2 separate regions of the Triticum aestivum genome follow, and region 2 is linked to region 1. Evidence: chromatin contacts called from public Hi-C data. All regions are on one chromosome and are shown on one strand. Each heading gives the region's core, a stretch centred on a gene start, on an enhancer-like site or on the middle of the called end of the contact. The rest is flanking DNA. Distances are from core to core; before and after follow the strand shown. Region 1 holds the start of LOC123185983. Region 2 holds the start of LOC542793 (ubiquinol oxidase 1a, mitochondrial).

Region 1 (5,650 bases), core at 957-3,456:
CCGTGAGTCCCTGATCTTAATTGTACACATTTGCGTGCATAATCAGTGTATGATTGAATCCGGGCGTCACAAAGCCAAAATATTGCTAAAAAGACCAAAATCAAAGCTGGTTCCGTTTGGTGCTCAACGTGCCATTTAGTTCCTTGCTTTTTTTTGAGCATCAGTACAAACACAAGCGCTCATATACACGCGCATACACTCATCTCTATAAACGCACACACGCATACCCTACCCCTATGAGCACCTCCGAGAAACTGAGCCGGCATATCATCTTGAGATTTACGAAGTCACCGTAGGCGCCTCGTCGTCGACGAGAACGTCTCCTCCCACTGAAAGCGCATCGTCAGAAATCCTAAAATAAATCCAGGATTAATGCGAGCACCAGGATTTGAACCCTGTTGGGTTGGGGATATCACTGTCCACCTAACCAACTCAACCACAGGTTGATTCGCCATTTAGTTCCTTGCTGGTACGTGGCGGTCACGTGCCTATCATAATGAGTCGACCCATGTAATGTTACAACTAGCGTCGGTTTGAGTTTTTCCCTATGGTTTACTACTGGTTTTTGTTTATTTTTGTTTTTGTTCTTTTAACATTTTTCAATCATGGGAACTTTTTTTAGATCCATGAATGATATTCAATTTTGTGATTTTTTTCAAACTCGTGAACTTTCCTCAAATTCATGAACTTTCGTTCAATCAGTAAACTTTTTTAAATTTATGAATTTTTTTGACACTCACAAAATTTTCTCAGTTTCGTGAACTATTTTCAATTCCGCGAACGTTTTCCAATCTGTGAACTTCTCTCAAACTCAAGATTTTTTTGCAAATTCACAAACTTTGCTCAAATTAATGAACCTTTTCCAAATTCTCGAACAGTTTTCAATTTTGCGAACTTTTTTCTGATCTGTCTTTTCTCAACGGTCAAATGATTGATCGTTGGCTGGTCAACCATAAACTGAGCGAACCTTTTTTTAGAAACAACTGAGTGAACCCAAGTCACTAGCGGCAATTCCTAAACGCCGTTTTAGGTGTTTACGCAATCGGGCGCACACCCCCTACCGACGCACTGGGCCGGCCCATTTTCAATTCTTTTTTTTTGTTTCTACAACACAAAAAACCGTTTCCTAGCAATCTCGCTAGTACATGTGTGCTGCCCTAACCACTCGGCCAACTCACCTAATCGTGTTTCCTTGAGTTTTTTCACCCTTTTATTCTTTCTCCTTTTTTTGTTTTTCTTGGAAATGGGTCTATTTTTTTACTTTCTTTCTTTCTTCTTTTCTACTAAGTGTGTGATTTTTTTTCAAAATTGTGAACTTTTTTTTTCAAATTGATGAACCTTTTTTCAAATTGATGATTGTTTTTTCAAATCGATGATTTTTTCAAGTTGATAAACTTTTTTTCAAAATCGATGAAATTGTTTTCGAATTGATGATTTTCTTTTCAAAATCAATGAACCTTTGTTCAAATCGATGAACTTTTTTTCAAAATCAATGAACTTTTTAGAAATTGATAAGGTTTTTCAACTTGATTTCAAATTCAATGAACTTCTTTTCAAGTTTGATAAACTTTTTCGAATTTGATGAACTTTTTTTTCCAAATTTGATGAACTTATCGTAAATTTGATGGACTTTTATTCAAAATCAATGATTTTTTTTCAATTTTGTGAACTTTTCTTAAAAAATAATGAACTTATTCAACTTCACGATCTTTTTGTATTATTCTGAAAATTTAAGTGATACAACACATGCAATAAATAGCGCGGCTGCATGCTGTTATACTGTTGGCGCTTTTATCATTCACTGTAGTTGAGTTGGTTTAATTATTAGACGGGGGCTCGTACAGGAAGGCATTGGCGCGAGTTCGAATCCTGAAAGGACCACATTTTTTGCTGTTTTCCCGCTACACCGCGTCCCGAGCCTTGTTGGGCCAGGCCCAAGTGGGCATCGCGTGGGCGCAAGGACGCGTCAGCGGCGCTAAAGGCGCGGTTTAGGAGCTCCCGGTTAGGAGCTCTCCTGAAGCGCCGATTGGAAGGAAAAAACAGTGTTAAAAGGGCCGACAGACAAGAGCGGCGTGGTGGTGCCGCGTGCCATATATGGGCCGTGGCGTGCCGGACCTGGGCCGTGAATAAAAGGGCGTGCCAGACCTAGGCCGTGTCCGACCCTTTTTATTCTCGTGCCGGGCCATGCCCGACCTAAAGATCCGTGCCCACCGATCGACCTTAAAAGCACGGCCTCCAGGTTTGCGCCCTCTCCAGGATCGCCGTCTGTCGAGGGAACGCCTCGGATCGCCGTCTGTCGAGGGAACGCCTCGGATCGCCACTGATAACACCGCCGGTACCCCTCTGTGACCTTATAGCCCAATTTGTTTTTGTCTGGATGTTTTTTTTGTAACATTATTGATGTTGTGTGTTCATCTCCATTGTAGGTTAGGGTTTGGAGAGATGCAGCAGTGCCACGGAAAGGACAAGGCGGCTACCAGCGCGATGCCGAACCACTCAAAGGGCACGGCAGCTGCGAGCGCGATGCCGTACCACGTCAAGGACAAGGCGGCTACGATCGCCATGCAGCCGAAGCAGGTCTTTGCAGACGAGAACATCGTGCAGGAGCCCTTAGCACATCCTGATCGAATCCGACAAAGGGGGTTGAACAGGTTGCCGTCGCTTCGTGGAAAGGAGATGGCAGACACACGCTCAAGCTCTCTGTTGTCACGGAAGCACCTTGGAAAGGAGAGATCGCCGTCGCTGTCGCACAAGCTAAAGGAGAAGGTGGATACAGGCTTGATTCCACACATGCATAATGCAAAGGTGAAGATGTGCCCCTCTGATCAGTTCCGCCATCATATACAGGGTATCCAGCGGCCTGTCAAGACTGAATCACGTCTTGCCAGAGAGATGTCTCAGAAGCGAAGGGAGAAGGTGGATACAGGTCCGGTTCCACGGAAGCATGGTGCAATGGAGAAGACGTGCGTTTCTGATCAGGATATGTGGCCTTTCAAGACTGAAGCATGTCTTGCCGGAGAGATGTCTCAGAAACGAATGGAGAAGGTGGATACAGGCTCGAATCCACAGAAGCATCATGCAATGGAGAAGACGTGCACTTCTGATCAGGATATGTGGCCTTTCAAGACTGAAGCATGTCTTGCCGGAGAGATGTCTCAGAAGCGAATGGAGAAGGTGGATACAGGCTCGAATCCGCAGAAGCATAATGCAAAGGAGAAGAATCAGGATATGTGGCCTTTCAAGACTGAAGCATGTCTTGCCAGAGAGATGTCTCAGAGGCGAATGGAGAAGGTGGATACAGGCTCGAATCAACAGAAGCATAGTGCAGAGAAGAAGACGTGCCCCCCTGATCAGCTCTGCCCACATACACATGGTATCCAGCGAAAAGAGCGTCTTTCTGTAGAGAAGAAGCACACAAAAAGCAATACATCTTTTCCAGCGAAAAGAACATCTCCACAACTCAGAACAAGAACAAGTTACCGCTGTTCCGATGCGGGTACCGGTCGTCCCATCGATGCTCATGACCATGGCAACACTGGTGCTATCCAGGAACAGAAACAAGTATATGCCGCAACACAGGTAGATGAAGATGTGGGCGACATAATCCAGAAGCTGAACGAACTGGGCTTGGGAGAGGACATCGAGTTTGAGGAATACTATGGATACTTGCAGCAGCTGCCTCCCGACCCCCGTGTTGATACCTACACTGAATTGAACCTTGAGGATTACTTTAACATGGACCTCCGCCATGCGGTGTATCGCATCAGATCCTACAAGGTTCGATCCATCCATGCCTCTGTTTTTCAGTCATCTATTAGAAGTTGTTCAATCTGTACATCTGTGTTCCTTGTGACTTTATGTTACTTGTTCTATCCTACTTATGCTGGTTTCTTTAAACTCCCATCCATATTTAATTTGATCCAGTGGTGATATCATTGCCTACAGTTGTTAAAAAAGGAGTCCAATAATGAGTTGTGCTGTGATGAACTGAAAGAGTGCCCTATGGAGCTTCTTGACAGAGAAGAATTTCCTACAGATTTCCTTGTGAAGATGCGATATTTTAGCTTCTTCGACAATGACGGCATATTAGACTGGTTCTTCGACCCTGATCTCTGCAAGCTTGCTTGCGTGAATGACTACCAGCGTCTAGTCCCTCGGAAGCATGTACGTATATAATTTGATAACCGAGTGTTCCTGTGATCATTTAATTGCCTTAGGTGTTCCATTGTGTTAGTATGGCTAGTTAGGTCCATTTCTCTGAATTTGGAAACCATGCTATATACACAAGTGAGACATTATGTGGACTACTTCCAGAAAGGGTTGAAAAGTTATTTATTTATCTACTTATTTAAGGATCTAGATTGCAGTGCAATATACACAGTTACTGATGAGTTCATGATACATCTACAGAGTGTTAATTGTCATCTTGGATGGACATTTCATAGTGTTATATGCTGGAAAATGTATATCATCAAATCATCGGCCTCTGAAAACCGGCTAATCAACTACTTTAACATAGCCCCAATCCAGAATATTTTTCTTTCCACTTTATTGCCTTAATAGAGGCTCACCATTTTTTAGTATAGTAGTCATATGCATTTTTTCCTGTTGGAAATGGTAGTTTATTTTAAAGGAACCAACAGATTTGTTTACTTTTATGAATAATATAGTATGTTTTTGCTAGCCCTATATCAAACCCTTTTGTTTTCCGCCCCTTGCTATTTACAGTTTGTTACTCCCTCCGTTCACAAATATAAGATGTTTTGGATATTTTAATAGACTACATACGGATTGAAATGAGTGAACAAACTAAAACGTGTCTATGTACATCCAATTCAGAAAAAAGTTAGAACATCTTATATTTGTGAATGGAGGGAGTATGTTATAATTGTCATTCTATAAAACATTCTGACCACCCTCTTTCCCTTCATTTTGATGCAGAGTGCTTATGAGTACGCTGGTTGGGTTGTGTACCGCGGTTACCTCCATAGCTACGAGATGCAACATGAATACATCGAGTACTTCGAAACATTATTAAGGGAACTTAAGGTATACATGCATTGCAAGTCAAGCAAGACTAGCTACCTGCAACGATTGGATTTTTGTTCGGGGACTAAACCATTTTTTCTATTCTTGGTACAGTGGTTGAAAGATTGTCTACCGAGCAAGTTTTCACCTCTTACTGTAAGTGCATGACCACACAAAAGATCATGAATGGCAATGTTTCTGTATATGCTGCACCACCATGGTAATTCCTTTGTTCTTTATTAGGTAGGCAAGATACGCACCAGAGGAATTTATCAAGCAACTAAGATCGCCACTCGCTTTTCCAAGATCACAACTCATTTAGCTCGTATTGGCTTCCGTGTATGATCTCTAACACACTCACTAATGTATTTTTTGTGTGTTTTGCATCTAACAGTTCCATTCTTTCTATGCAGGATTGTTTTAACTACATGAGCATTGAGGCTACTTGGTGTAACGGGTCCGATGGTCTCTATTTCGAGATTTGGAAGCGGGTCACTCAACAGAAGGTTAACATTCAGCACTGTAAACCAGTGTCCTGCACACTCTTTGATTATCCATGTAATTCTGATTAATTCCTGGTGTTAATGAACTCTGTACATGCTTGGTAATGTATTTTTTTTCC
Region 2 (6,128 bases), core at 869-3,368, 220 kb after region 1:
GGTTCTTTTGTATCCTGTGCGAGGCATGCAAATGATGGCAGGCGAGAGGTAATCTTTCCATTCATGAGCCAAAAGAAATGAAGGAAGGTAATGGATCGGTCGAGGCGTGCCAGCCCAAGGTACACAACCTTGTGCTTGCGGCTGAGCCAGATTTCAAAGGCAGAGAGCAGCCGAAGGTCTTGCACGGCGCCGAAGCAAGCGATAACCTTACGGGCGGCCTTTAGATGAAGGGTGACGTTGTCGATGGTGCAGGCGCTCCAGCTCTGGAGTGGGCGAGGAGTGGCCAGAAGACGCGAATAGAGGTGGCGGAAATGGTCGGGGTACGGGGTCACCGATTGCCATGCTTTGAAGATGGCTTCTAGGAAGCCCTCGAGCTGCGGCCAGAAGTGCTCAAAGTGGAAGCGAGCCGTTCAATCCACAAAAGAGCGGGCAGTTATCCGATGCACCAGAGGAGCGACAGCACATCGGGCAAAATGCAGGTGAGGACTTCCCAATAGGATGCGAAGAGAACGCGATCGTTCCGAAAGAGCGTGGATGATCGCGCTCGTTCGGCCAAGTATAGCGGCGCCCATGAAGACAGAGGTCACGAAGTTCCTCATCCACGATGAACAACCGGAAGCAATGCCTGACACAACAATTCATGCAGTGGTTGTTCTTACCAGCGGTGGATGTAATTATGTTGAAATCACCCCCAAGAGCCAAGGCCTAACATGCGAAGCCCGTACTTCCTGAAGGTCTCCGATGAGGAAGCTTTCTCGTTGTCGTCGTCGTCTTGAAGGTAGGTTGGTCGCTCGCCGGAGAGGAGACCAGAGCGTGATGTGATGGGTTGGCATTGGTTGAGTTTGAGATGGAAACCTCGAAGCGGGGCGCCGATGATCAAATAGTCACAATTTTGTAATCACGGGATTTGTACCGTGCATCTCAAATTTCACAATCAAACAAAATCCAAAATTTCACTATGCATTTTCCATTTTGCCAATCACAAACTGGCTAGCATGGTCGAACGAGTCAAACCACGGTGAAAATAACCGAGAGAACAAAAAGGAAGCAAGAGCCAACACATCCAACTGATGGCACAAGTGTGTTACAATCTTAGAAGAAACACAAGCATGGCAAGCACAAGGCCACCAAAGATGATTGCTATTCCCAAGCAAAGCAAGATCCCAGATGCTTCTAGCTGCTACAGTAGTTAGCTCACGCAGGACAGGAGGGCCGTATTTGGTCACGTTCCGGTGCTGTGTTAGCTGTTAGAGATTATATGGATCTATTAATAGCGGTTGCCCCGTTTGACGGGTTCTTTCTTGGTCCACAAGTAAATATTGGGATGGATGGATGGGCATCTGCCGGAACACATCTCTCATTTCGCTTTGTTTCCTTTTCGCCAGATATTTGCCAACCGTGATAAAGATAAACGGCTGCACGTACCCGCCAAGTGTGAAAGGGTGCTAAACAGAATATTCCTCTCCTACGAGAACTACTTCAGAACCTGATTGTACAGCCAGGCTTCGATGATCCCTTTCCCGGTTTAAAAAAATAACAATTAGTTTTTTCAAAAAAAATCGTCGTTCATTGTGCATGACACTGTCTCACATATTATATTCTACCACTAACCAAACTCCATGAGTGGAGGCACACCGTCACAAATTGAATACGTTCACTTTTGCAAGCTTAAAGTAAAGTAATCCCTTAGCAGCCACTGGCCTAAAAAAATACGTACAATATAAAAAAATGCCCGCAAAATAAACAAACTTTAAAATTAAATTAAATTGAAGTTAAAACGAGTGCTTACATGGCTAACCACGAGGCGTAATTCGTGTCCCGCCTAGGCATCACACGCACGCCAGTCCGGTCGCAAAGCCGCGAACACGTGAGCCTCTCGTTGGATGCCAGTGGTCACAGGCCGTCTCCACGCGGAAGGGGGGAAAAAGGGGGGGAAGAAAATCGCAACGACCAAAATTAATGCGATCGATCGACTTGGAGGAGAAGAAAAGGCCTCCTCAGTTTCTGGGATCCCCGGGAGGCAGGCACGGCCCCCCCGCCACTGACGCCGCGGCCCCACCCCTGCCCTCGCCGCCTCCGCCATCGCTCCTCCTTCCCGATATAAAATCCCTCGGCCAAAAGACCCTTCCATTCGCAACCCGCAACCCCCCAACCCCACCCCAACCACCCACCGCAGCAACAAGGGCAAGCGTGCGTCAGCATCAAACGACGGCCCGTCCCGGATTGTGATTCGCGGAGGCGTTCCTCGGCGCCCAGATGAGCTCCCGGATGGCCGGATCGGTCCTCCTCCGCCGCGCCGGCGCCGGCGCCGGCCGCCTCTTCGCCACCACCGCGTCCCCGGCGGCCAGGACCGCCCTCGGTGGAGGTGAGGGCGCGTGGGTGCGGATGATGTCCACCTCCGCGGCCTCGCAGGTCAAGGATGAGGCGGCCAAGGGGGTCAAGGCGGAGGCGGCCAAGGGCGACGGGGAGAAGAAGGAGGTGGCCATCAGCAGCTACTGGGGGATCGAGCAGTCGAAGAAGCTGGTGCGCGAGGACGGCACCGAGTGGAAGTGGTCTTGCTTCAGGGTACGCTCTTCCCTTGCTTCCTCTGCTCTGCTTTTCCCGTTTCGGTTCCGTCGCCGGCGACGGGTGCCAGATCGGAGCGCGTACGCGGTCGATTGGCGCTGTTATTTTATTTCCTTGCTGCGCCGCCGCCGTCTGTGATTGATTGGTTGGTTTTGTTGCCCGCCGCAGCCATGGGAGACGTACACCGCTGACACGTCGATCGATCTGACCAAGCACCACGTGCCCAACACGATGCTCGACAAGATCGCCTACTACACCGTCAAGTCCCTGCGCTTCCCCACCGACATCTTCTTCCAGGTACGCGCGCCTCACCGGCCGCCACAACCGCCGGATGGTTCGTTCCGTGTTTTTTAGTCCAACCCGTTTCGCCGAAGACAGCACGATCGGCGGTGTCTGCGTCTTTGCGTGTCATGGCCTCGTGGGTGACGGATGTAGCATGGTCCCTGTCACGCTTTTGATTCTGTTCCCCCCTGCTTTCCGGGGAGACGGCGTTTGGACTTGCTATTTAGAACGCGGACCCAAGCCGTCATCCCGAGTATTTTTTACCTAATCGTTCGTTCGTGGGGATGGGTGTTTTATATTCTGCATCAGATTACTGTGGATAATCGCGTGCTGGAGAAATCCGCTGACAGTGGATGGAAGTATCGACAGATTATAGACTGTCAGCAAACATTAGGAACTGGAAACACAAATAACATGGCGACCTTGACATGCTACTACATCGGACATTTTATTATTGATTAAAGCACCAGAGAGGATGCCATTTGTTTTGCCATGTACTTTACTTTATTAAAGCATCTGTTTATCATGATTTTTGCACAAGCTGTATCATCTTGATCTCCACTCTGTATTTTGAAGTTCATCATGATCTGAAGCTGACCCTTCAAATTGGATGCAGAGGAGGTACGGCTGCCGCGCAATGATGCTGGAGACTGTTGCCGCCGTGCCGGGGATGGTGGGCGGCATGCTCCTGCACCTGCGCTCCCTCCGGCGCTTCGAGCAGAGCGGCGGCTGGATCCGCGCGCTGCTGGAGGAGGCCGAGAACGAGCGCATGCACCTCATGACCTTCATGGAGGTGGCGCAGCCGAGGTGGTACGAGCGCGCCCTCGTCATCGCCGTCCAGGGCGTCTTCTTCAACGCCTATTTCTTCGGCTACCTCATCTCGCCCAAGTTCGCACACCGCGTCGTCGGGTACCTCGAGGAGGAGGCCGTCCACTCCTACACCGAGTTCCTCAAGGACCTCGACGACGGCAAGATCGACAACGTCCCCGCCCCTGCCATCGCCATCGACTACTGGCGCCTCCCTGCCAACGCCACCCTCAAGGACGTGGTCACCGTGGTCCGCGCCGACGAGGCTCACCACCGCGACGTCAACCACTTCGCATCGGTACGCATCCTTCCAAATCCCACAAGATCAGCAAGTCAATCCTGACCCCATTTCCTGGCCAGTCCATGCTCATCTGTTTATGTGGATTGGTTCTGAACTTCTGATGATGCATGCTGATTTGGTCTTGTCGATTGTGCCGTGCAGGACGTGTACTACCAGGGTATGCAGCTGAAGGCCACCCCGGCGCCGATCGGATACCACTGAGGCTGGCCGTGTTCTGCTGAATTTTGCAACGCTACTACTGCTACTACCACCAAGCAAATGAGTGTTTCGTTTTGAAGGCAGAGGAAATGAGAGCTCTTTAGCTGTATAGGATGTTGCAATTGTTGCTCGTTTGGTAACTATCGAGTACTGAGAAATAAGCAGTGTGCTTGTCAGTTACGTATCTAGGATATTGTTGAACCACCATTTCGCTCTAAGATGAACCTATTTGGCGTACGCCACAATGTCTTCGTTATCAGACCACCATTGATCTACCTCGCTATGTACATATACCCTATTTGAATATTCTTCCTTTTCCTTGCTAATGTTGAATTTTCTGATCTGCAGTAGATTAGGTGTTTGTGGCTTGACGTCTTTCCTCATAGTCGGGCTTCTGACGGTTGGACTTTTTTTTTTGACAGAATTCTGAGCATCCCACGCCTTCCCGGGGCGAACTGATCAAAAACCTTTCACCCGATCATTGATCAGTCACAGAATCAACGCAACCCTTCAAACCATCCTATTCGGGCTGTTCCGCATCCTTTAAACCCCGCATATCTATGAGGGCAATTATTAGAAGGCCTAACGCGTCCATCATGTCAGACCCAGCATAACCTGGCCCACCCCGAGCCATAGCCGCTTGCCACTCCACTTCCTCCCTGCCCCCCTCCAATCCAATCATAGCTCATCTCCGGCATGGCGGGCAAAGGATTCGAGTCCGGAAACTTCGTCCACTTGGCTCTTCAATGATCCCAGGAGGAAACAAATTTACCAAATTTACCCCGCGTTCCGCCATTCAATCCTTCTGATGGGAATCCATTGTTTCCATGCAAGTGGGCGCTGGCAGCTCAAGGCGGCCAACCGTGGAGGCTCCACATTGCTTCCATGCAAGTGGGCGCTGGCAGCTCAAGGCGGCCAACCGCGGAGGCTCCAGAACTTGTGGCAGTACAGGCGCTCCGCACTGGCCTTTCCCGGGCTGGTCGCAAAACCCCTACGGTGGGTCATCCTCGCGATGTCGTCCAAATCCTAGCCCAAGGTAAACGCAAGCACTGCCCCACTGCCTCGGATGCAATGCCCAAGGTGCGGTAGCAAGACTGCGACCGAGGACCGATGTGCCCGCCGTGCAAGGAGCAAGGCGTGGAACGCCATCGAAGTCGTGCTTCCCCGCCCGCACAAGGGTTCGGAGGCCAGGGCTATCGAAGACGCTCGTGCCCGCATTTGGGTGAAGCGACAAGCCCGGGCCGCGTGTGCCTTCGCACTGGAGCAAAGCTAGGCTATCTGTGGCCTCTATGAGCTGCTCTGTGCGGATGAGGAGGATGGGGATGAGGGTGCCGCATCCAACCCCTATAGCTTCAGGAGCGAGCAAATCTTCCTTGACCCGTATTGCATCTTCAAGCGCTACGGGGACAAAAAGGACAAGGAAGGGTAAGGACACTGGCAGGCATGAATGAAGTTTCTCCATAACTCTAACATGCCAATTTTCGGTAGTCCGATGGCATGTATGATGAACTACTGAAACTACGCGCGCGCGTGCGTGTGTGTGTGTGTGTGTGCGTGTGCGTGTGTGTGTGCGTGTGTTTGCATGGGAATGAATGGATTAGAGGATTTGGTATGAGGGATACGGTTGTGGACGCAAACATTTGAGGGGTGACCAAGTGTTGTCTGCGGACGCATCCTAACGTGTTCACAGACGTTTGAGGGGTGATATTTGATGGATCCAGCTGTACATGCTCTCAACGTGCATTTCTGAACCCTTTCTAGTTCTGAATCCTCGCAAGTGCCATAATTTACTGTTCAATGTGAAATAGTCAATCGTCCGTTGTAGAGAAAAAGAGTGGTGTATTTCTTTTTTTCACTATTCATGAAAAGACCTCTGATCGATTATAAAAGTTTACCGAAAGTACAAAGCATCTCAAACATTATAAAAATTACAACGAGGTGTTGAAGTCTCGTGCACGTGCAAGGATCGACACCA

Evidence for each region. A called contact is a pair of places that touch in the nucleus more often than the background predicts.
Region 2: a Hi-C map of leaf shows a contact between it and region 1, with 4 times the contacts expected there. The contact joins the promoter of LOC542793 here to the promoter of LOC123185983 in region 1. A contact is called at or near these places in 3 of 5 Hi-C or Micro-C datasets (all in leaf).

Annotation. Positions count from the first base shown.
Region 1 is chr2A:694,038,906-694,044,555 of IWGSC CS RefSeq v2.1, forward strand. It overlaps LOC123185983, which reads left to right and starts at 2,207. Exons shown (of 16, transcript XM_044597786.1): 1 at 2,207-2,335; 2 at 2,427-2,766; 3 at 2,848-3,777; 4 at 3,946-4,164; 5 at 4,942-5,049; 6 at 5,143-5,184; 7 at 5,272-5,367; 8 at 5,442-5,534. The coding sequence starts at 2,443.
Region 2 is chr2A:694,255,201-694,261,328 of IWGSC CS RefSeq v2.1, forward strand. It overlaps LOC542793 (ubiquinol oxidase 1a, mitochondrial), which reads left to right and starts at 2,119. Exons shown (of 4, transcript XM_044602916.1): 1 at 2,119-2,565; 2 at 2,734-2,862; 3 at 3,464-3,952; 4 at 4,097-4,486. The coding sequence starts at 2,257. The coding sequence ends at 4,156.